Regions from separate parts of the Mus musculus genome. Here region 1 is linked to region 2. Evidence: chromatin contacts called from public HiChIP or PLAC-seq data. All regions are on one chromosome and are shown on one strand. The core of a region is the stretch at or near the end of the contact, and the rest is flanking DNA. Distances in the headings are between cores, read along the strand shown.

Region 1 (4,068 bases), core at 961-3,460, 440 kb before region 2:
GGCTCACTGTCCCGGAATGCAGAGGGGAGGGGTTGGCACAAGGGAGATGAGTCCTTGCCTTGCCTGTGCTTGCTGCTGTCTAGCTCTGAGTGACCATTCTTCACGTTTCTCAGCTGCCTGGTTGACGGTAAGCGGCCACTTTCTGCCCCATTGCCATTTCACTTAGCAGGACATTGTAACTAAAGACTAACAGAGAGTAGCACCATTTCTCTCTTTAAAAATTACTTCCATCAAAGTAAATCCTTATTGTTGAAGACATGATGCATTTCAGAAACAGGCCCCGGAGGCCTCTGAGCTGGAGCTGACCTGAGCGGCCCGGCCTGAACACTAGCTTTCACGGAACCAGAAGGCACCATGCAAGTTTCCGAAGGAGGGAAGCGAGCAACAGTCCCATCTAACTATAACACGAATGAGCCGCATCAACAACCAGCATGGCGTGGTAACCCTAAGGGGGCAGTAGTGGCACACATGCCTTGGCAGTAACCATCAGGTCTCCAGTTGGATTTAAGACAAGTCCAAGGCTCAACAAGAAGGAATTCATGTCTAATACAGCTAACTACTAGCTAGCCTAATCTAGCTAAAGACTCAGTGCTGGTTAGAGTCTTGGTTAACTGGAGAAGAGTCTAGAACCATTAATTTACTAAACCAGCACACTCCCTAAAAATCGAAAAACATTTGTTCTTATACCTACAGGTAACTGTAGTCTTTACATCAAGGAAAGTGCTGTTTGGAACATATGGAGACCACTACAAAAAACCCTCAGCCAATCAAAGTGCAGGTTTGTGGACTCCAGTCCCTGTGGATACATCTACAAAATCCTCCCACGTGTAAGGCTGAGAGAGCATTGTGAAGAGGGGGCAGAAAGATTGCAAGAGCCAGGGGATCAGGGACTTTGATCTAAGATTGTGTCTCCTAGTAATATCAGAAGCTGTACTCATGAAGTCTCACCACTAAGACTGTCCAAGTGTGAGCTGAACAAGGATGGCACCAGTGGACATGACAGATTGGATAGGGGAAAGCCCATGAAGTCTCAGCCCCACATAAAGAGCTCTAGGCACCTGAATAAAGCAGAGAGTGGGATGGGGTGGACCTCCCCAGGGAAGAGCATACCAGATGGTTGCCAAGTGCCACACTGCCAGCCCTGTAAACACACATACAATTAATCAGACTAGCTAAACAGGTTGCATTCCTGAATACGTTCTATCTATCTATCTATCTATCTATCTATCTATCTATCTATCTATCTATCTATCTATCTATCAATCTATCTATCTATCTATCTATCTATCTATCTATCTATCTATCTATCTATCTATCTAATACATGTAATGACAATTAGTGAAAAAGAGGACATAGATTTGAGGGAGAGTGGGGAGGGCTTGGAGGTAGGAAAGGGAGGGGAGAAATGTAATTAAATTAAATAAAAAACATTGACCACTGTTTTTGTTTGTTTGTTTGTTTTGGATGGCATCAGCCCTGAACCTTTAACAAGTGCAGAGCATCCTGTGATAACTGACCCAGGCATCTATAATGGGCAGGTTCCTGTTGACCCCACCTGTGCCCTTCAGGTTACTCTCCTTGTCTTTGCTGGGGAAGAATTTTGATGTCTTTCAGATTATCTTTTCCAGCATTTCCATTGTTTAGCAAGGGGAGATGGCTTCTGAGCTCATATGAGATCTGCATGCGAACACAGGCTTTTGGAGCCACCTGCTCTGCTGGCTGCTCATCATAGAGTGTAGCTGGGAAGGAAAGACAAAGGGACCTCGAATTTCTCTGTGCGGGCCATTTACAGAACATTGGGGAAAATGCCTCTTGTTCACTATTTTGTGTTCGCTGTGTCTGTATTCTGTGCTTCAAGTATCCAAAATACTGTCCCCAGATAATAGCTTATATGGTACATTTGGTCTGGTCCTCTTTCCTGTGTCCCTAAACAGTTTAAACCCTCCATATCCTCTTCCTGTCCTAGTCCTGCCCCGCCTTTGTGTTCCCCCAGGACTATGTTTCCCAAGGGTGATTGCCACATCCTGACAGCTGCCCAGTCACAAGCTAAATATAAACCCTTCAGACAGCAAGTAAGCCCCTCTGGTTATCTGCTCCTTTGTGTAGCTTATTATCCTCCCAAATCAAACTCCAGAGGAGACTCACAGATCATGCATGCTGGGCAGGGCCGGTGGGGTGCGTGCGTCTGACTGGGTAAACCAAACAAACGAAAGCGTTGTGAGTCAGCTGTACCCTTTCAGCAGAGCGCCGGGTCTGCACTTCAGACAAACCCTCCAATCCTCAGACGTTGATTTTCAAAGCAAATTGCTGCATGTCGCATCAATACTGGGAGCAGATGTAATAGTCTGGTGAGCTGGCTGCATGCAGCCAAGTGCAGGGACATAGAATCAAGGGCAGAGAGTAGCTGGCACACTGAGGCTTGTATTATCTATATGGCTCTGCCTTCCTTACAGGACCATAGGAAATGGAGGCACGGTGGGCAGAGGAACCCAGGTCTCTGGTTGTCTTAGAGACTGCGAAGCCCAGGGCTATGTCTTTATAGTGACCCATGGTAAGGTCTGGGGCTGCATATGGCCTTCTGGCTGCGAGGATTCTTAACACAGAGGGCAGCTTGGGATCTCCAGGGGCTACAGGCTTAGTCAAGGCCAAAAGCTGTCATGCTGAAATAGCCAAGGCCTGAAGGAAAACAGATTTTTTTTTTTTCTTCCAGAAATTGGTGGTCTATTTCAAACCTTGTGTGCAAATGCTCAAGAAACAGGACCAAGGGAGGAATTAATGTTTGGAAAAGGCTCTGGGGTTGATGCCATTCTGCAATTTTTCTGTGCCTGGATTTCCCTCATGTTTCTCTAGAGGTTCACCTTCTTGGCCACTACATGTGGTCCCAGGACCTTGTTTCCTCTCACATTGTATTCTCTCTCCTAACGATATAACCCTAGCTAAGCCAAGCACTTCTTTCCACTCCTCCTCCTCCTCTTCCTCCCTCTCCTCCTCCTTTTTCTCCCCTCCTCTCCTCCTCCTCCTCCTCCTCCTCCTCCTCCTCCTCCTCCTCCTCCTCCTCCTCCTCCTCCTCCTCCCCCCTTTTTCTTACCCGAGACAAGAGCTCACTGTGTGTTACCTAACTAGCCTGGGGAAACTCAGTATGTAAACCAGGCTGACCTTGACCTGACCAATATCTTTCTGCCTCTGCTTCACAAGTGCTTCCATTAAAAGGAGTGTGCCTTTAGTCAGGCCCAACTTTCCCCTCTGTTTCCATGCATCACATTTAAATACAAAAGTCACGTCTGTTTCCTACCAGCTGCAAATGGAATACCTGACTTCACCATTTGGATGTCTTGAAATCAGCATTTTGAGAGTGAGCCTGCAATCACCCATCTGTGCTTTCTGATGTTTCTTACCTCATTGAACAGCAACCACAATGCAGTTAAATAAGTCAGAGACTTTGTCGAAATCTCGTATCTCTTCCCCGCTTGCAATGCTGTGCTTAGCCTTGCGTTGATTACTTGACTCAGACATATTTTTAACCTGCCCACCTTTCCCTTTTATGACTCTGACTCCTTCTGAAACTACTACCGTGTCTTGCTTGGACTAACAGATCAACTGCAACCCCTAATTCTTTTTCTTGAACTCACTATAGCTCCCAATTAACCAAAAATACCGTCCTCAAAAAGTGAGTTGAATTCTTTATTCGCCCTTTCTCTAGTGCTCCCAATCTGGTGTTCGCCTCTAGGTGACTCTGATAGTAGAGGATAGTGAGATTCCAACATTCTTATGCCCTTACTCTGTCTCTCTCTGTCTCTGTCTGTCTGTCTGTCTGTCTGTCTGTCTCTCTCTCTCTCACACACACACACACACACACACACACACACACACACTCTTATACTTTAGTCTTATTTGATATCTCCTCTCTCCACACCCTCCTGTAGTTTGCTCTTTTCAATGTAAGGACTTCACCCGTTTTCTTGGAAATGGCTTGTGAGAGATGAATTAGCTTTTACAACTCAGATGAGTCGGATGGAGCAAATAAACGTCTTCTGGCTCTTCAAGCTAACCAGTGGATGGGGCTGACGC
Region 2 (4,421 bases), core at 1,065-3,564:
TCAAAACAGAAAGTGAAAAATCTCACTCTTCTTTCCTCTTACTTTTCATAGATCTCTGAATATTTGATCTTCAGTGACACACAGTGCTATCTCTGTGGGCTTTCTTTATCTGTCACGTTTCCTTGTTCTCCATGATTTTTGTCTACTTCTGAGTCTCCTTTACAGGTTTGTATTTGTTGTCTCTCAATCTGATCTCATTTTTGCCTTCTGGAATGCCTTCTTCCCCTCTCAGTCTTTTCAAACTTCGGGCCAACCTCTCACATGCCACTTCCTTCCTCTACCTAGCCATTGCTCCTTTCCTCTCTGAATAACTTTTTTATTTTAATTGAGGAACATTTGTTGTGCCCAATCTTAAGATAAATACATAAAACACCATCATGTGATTGACAGAACTTACTCCCTAACTCCCTCTCAAGAGTTCCACAATCTAATGTTTATGATATGTTTGGGTGAATCTTATTTGACTTATAGCCCTCACATCTTGGCCATTAGATGAAGTTGCCTAGAGGGAGTGGGTAATTCTTAAAGAAAGATAGAGAAACACATTTGTCCTGGTTAGTTTTTGTCAACCTGACACAGCTAATGTCATTTAAGAAGGAAAAAAAATGCTCCAATATGATTGGTTGTAGGCAAGTCTGTGGGCTATTTTCTTAATCAGTAACTGATCTGGGAGGGCCATGTAGTCCTGACTTGTATAGAAAGCAGGCTGAGCAAGCCATCATAAACAAACTAGTAATCATCACTCCTCCATGGCCTCTGCTTCAGTTCCCCCTTCTACCTCGAGTTTCTGTTATGACTTCTGTCAGTGATAGAGTATTTGTAAGCTGAAATAAACCTTTCTTTTGTCAAGTTGCTTTTGGTCATGATGTTTTATTATGGCAATAGAAACCCTCAGACAACATCCTCTTTTGCTACAAACACTTATAACCAGGCAGGCGTTCAGGGTTCCTGAGGACTGGGAGAACCGTCCCTTCAGCAAGGGTGTTGTCCTGCTAAATAAGATCAAATTCTACCATTGTTCTGATAGCCTTCTGGGCTCAGCACAAAATGGCAGACTCCCTTTACCAGCAGGACCTCTTCTTCGCAGACTTGATTGAGATTACAAGTTTAACTTCCTTTCTTCCAATAAAAATCTGTTTGGCTAGCTCCTGAGATTCCTGGCATGCCTCTCCCTGCTCAAGAGGTATCTCAGTATCTTAAATCTTCAGCCAATGCCTTTCCCATGATGGATATTCTGACCTCTAGTCCCCAAAACTATATAAACCTTAAATCACCCCAAGTGAAGTGGATGTCTCTTCCTGCAGCTAGTCTTGATGTTGTCAGTACCATAAGTACACACAGGATTTCCAAACTCCACTTTCATCCTCTCTGCTCCATTTGCCCTCCTGAACTGATATTGGGTTACAACCCCTGAGATCAGGGAAGGACACATAAGGACTGTGTAGAACACTCTTGGGATTTATGAGGCACATGTGACCCTAAGCTCTGGAGCCCAGAGTGATGCTGTACAGGCACAGAACAGCTATGTGTTATTTCATTTTTTTTCTTAGCAGGTTTACATGCTCTTTCTTATGAAGCATTTTCTGGAATCAAGCTGCATCTCTATTACTATTTCCTTTTTTTCATCTTGAACCCTCAGAGGTAGGGCTCAGAAAGATGAAGAGAGAAGGCCTTTATAGGTTTTGTAAAAGTGGCTCTTCTTTGAATTCTGCAAGTTTAGCACTGCCCTGCTGCTGCTCTGTTGGGCTGTCAAATCGACATGAGTGGTTCAGCTCTGTAGTGATCATTACAGCCTCACTATATAGCATATTGAACAACGGAGCCCACATTGTTCTGCCGATGCCTGTGCCATGGAACAAACAGTCAGCTACTAGGCAGCTGAACATGATCCATCTGATACCACCTGCTAATCTGTTTTATTTGTTTGTTTGTGTATGTGATTATGATGTATGTATGTATGTATGTATGTATGTATGTATGTATGTCTCAGGTTCTTACTGCAGTGAACAGTTATTTTTTTTTTGTGCATTACTTAATATTCCAGGATCATCCATTTGACTATTTGAGGGACAGAGCATATTGTATATTCTCTATCTTCTTTCTTGGTTCCTGAAGGAAATGTGAATGTGTCACTTTAAAATGAGTATTGCTGAGCTAAAGACAGACACTGTTTGGTAACAGGACAGAATTACATGGGGACCAATGTTGCGGGAAATGATAAAATTTAAGCCAGCATGTTCCTGGGCTAGGCCCTGCTACTCTCAGCCCTGTTGGTCTGGCCAGCCTGCTCTTATCTCTTGGAGACTCTCTGACTCAGATTCTGCAATCTCTCCACTCAGCTCACTAGGTTCCCACTGGCGGGTCATTACCATGCCAACCCCATGATTCAAATCCCTTACAGTCTTTGTGGTGCACCTCAGGCAAACCCACAGTTTGCCTCTGTACCTTTCTCTCTTGAACCCAGTTGAGCCACTGCGTGAAGGAAAATGCCACACAAACTTAGTTCAGAAACAATGGTAACTCAATCACTGGGCATAACAACTAAAATCCTAATCTTGTAAACCTTATTAAATCTAAATCCTCGGGTGGTGAATTCTGAGACTGGGAGACACTAGTAGTTACATCTTGTTCTCATGCTATCCTGTCCAAAAAGCCCTAACTCTCTTCTGCTTCCTCTCTTCCTCCATTCAACCAGGAAGCCCCTCCTACTTGCCCAGTGATTGGTTCCATTATTCATTAGGGGATTGGTTTACAAGAAGTCACCTGAGTACATGACTCACTCCTTGTCTGCAACCCCTCCCAGGAGAACAGAATTAGCATCAAAATACAAACAGCACCAGGCCCATCCAAACAGACCAAAGGTCTTTGTATCATCTCCTCTGCTTTCCAATCTAGGGACAGAGCCGTGAATAATTATCTTACTCATAGGTTTAGTAAATGGTGCCAGCAGGGCCAGTGGAATTTGGGAACAGTTTTTATTGTGTTTTGCTTGTTTGTTTGTTTTTTTCAGTTTTCATATCTTTTGCAAATCCTGTTGTTATTCTTCTCTTGGTCTTGTTGTTGGCTTGAGTTTTATGGCATTATGTTGAAATACTATTTAAGATGGAGTTCCAAGCCATTGCATTCTGAGAGTTGATTTCCAGGGAGAAATGATTAAACCTGCTAGTTCTTTTGTTAACCTGTCTCTGAATTCAGGAATATGCCCCAATTATGAACTTAGGAAAGTTAATGGAGATTTCTTTTTTTGTTTTTCTCCTTGCTCTTTCACCTCCATGGCCAGGATTATATCCTGACTTGATCTTAATGTTCAAAGCTAAGAACATCCTTTTAAGAGTCAGGGAGGGATATTCATAATCTTGGTGATATGGAGAGGAAGGAAGAGGGAATTAGAAGGCTGTGAGTCCACCCTAGTCAGTGCTCAAATATTTTTGTTTTGGGGCCTTATGCAATTGTGACATTTATGTAGGCCCCCAAAGACTTGAATCAGTAGTAATCACATTGGCAGTTATAAAAATAAGTTAGAATGTTTTAATTTTAAATGGTATTTATTTTTAAATGGTATTAATAACTTCTTCACATGTTAATATAGAAAGAAAAGCTCAATATATATCATGCTAACATATGCCATGCAGTCTTGGTAAACTCCATTTCTCCACTCAAGCAAATGGAAGAGTGGAAAAGGTGATTGATATCACAGCATTATTATAGAAATAAATTTAACTTCTTAGATCTCCAAAATGTATCTAGAAGTTCCTAAGACAATTGATAAGACAAGAATGTTGAGAATTTGTGTTTATGTGTGTGTGCATGAACACATGTGCACAATGTGAACTATCTTTCTGAATGAATAGCACATTGTGCTAGTTCATGGTCACTAACTCACTAAATCTCTACAATGTCTCACATGAAAGAGATAATACTGTTATCTTCACTTTATAGGAAATGAACTACATTGTGGTTAAGACTCAAAGAGATGCATAAATATGTGGTAGATATCAGGGAAGAACAAACTAGGTTTCTATTTTATCACCATGTAGGCTTCTAAGGTATGATTGACATGGGCATATTTAAATCATTGAGTATTGCATATTGACTTATTCAGCCTTGGAAAATGATGAGAGTATGTCTTGCTTACCTTCTAAAGAGACAGGGAGAGAAGACTGGTGGGTGTCTTCTTAAACTGTCCACATAAACACCAAGACCTGAGGCCCTTGTTCCTTTGAGGCTGTGTTCATCTGTAGGAGTTACTCTCACTCAAAGAAAGCCTTGGATATAAGGGTGCGTCATTTCTTTTAGAATAGCAAAACACTGGCTGTTTGGTATGTAGGTTCATCTGCCTCCATTGCTTCAGGGAAAGCCACTGATCTTGCCATTCTAGTTGTCAGTCTTCCCAAGGATTCTGCCAAGGTTTTTACTTGTTC

The links. HiChIP or PLAC-seq counts read pairs in DNA pulled down with a chosen protein or histone mark.
Region 1: a FOXA1 HiChIP or PLAC-seq map of pancreatic cancer cells shows a contact between it and region 2. The contact joins two enhancer-like sites. A contact is called at or near these places in 1 of 15 datasets of contacts at CTCF or cohesin (pro-B cells), 4 of 484 Hi-C or Micro-C datasets (cerebellar granule neurons, cerebellum, embryonic fibroblasts and 1 more) and 2 of 115 datasets of contacts at active chromatin or transcription factors (VIP interneurons and pancreatic cancer cells).

Annotation. Positions count from the first base shown.
Region 1 is chr11:43,343,018-43,347,085 of GRCm38.p6, reverse strand. No RefSeq gene overlaps it. Among named protein-coding and RNA genes, the nearest start is that of Mir146, 29 kb to the left of the region's middle. Within about 2 kb of position 2,210, at least 46 of the 459 cell types and tissues checked have an H3K27ac peak or open chromatin away from gene starts, as enhancers often do. A contact at or near this core is called in VIP interneurons and pancreatic cancer cells, where this site is marked.
Region 2 is chr11:42,904,119-42,908,539 of GRCm38.p6, reverse strand. No RefSeq gene overlaps it. Among named protein-coding and RNA genes, the nearest start is that of Gm34644, 33 kb to the right of the region's middle. Within about 2 kb of position 2,314, at least 17 of the 459 cell types and tissues checked have an H3K27ac peak or open chromatin away from gene starts, as enhancers often do. A contact at or near this core is called in VIP interneurons and pancreatic cancer cells, where this site is marked.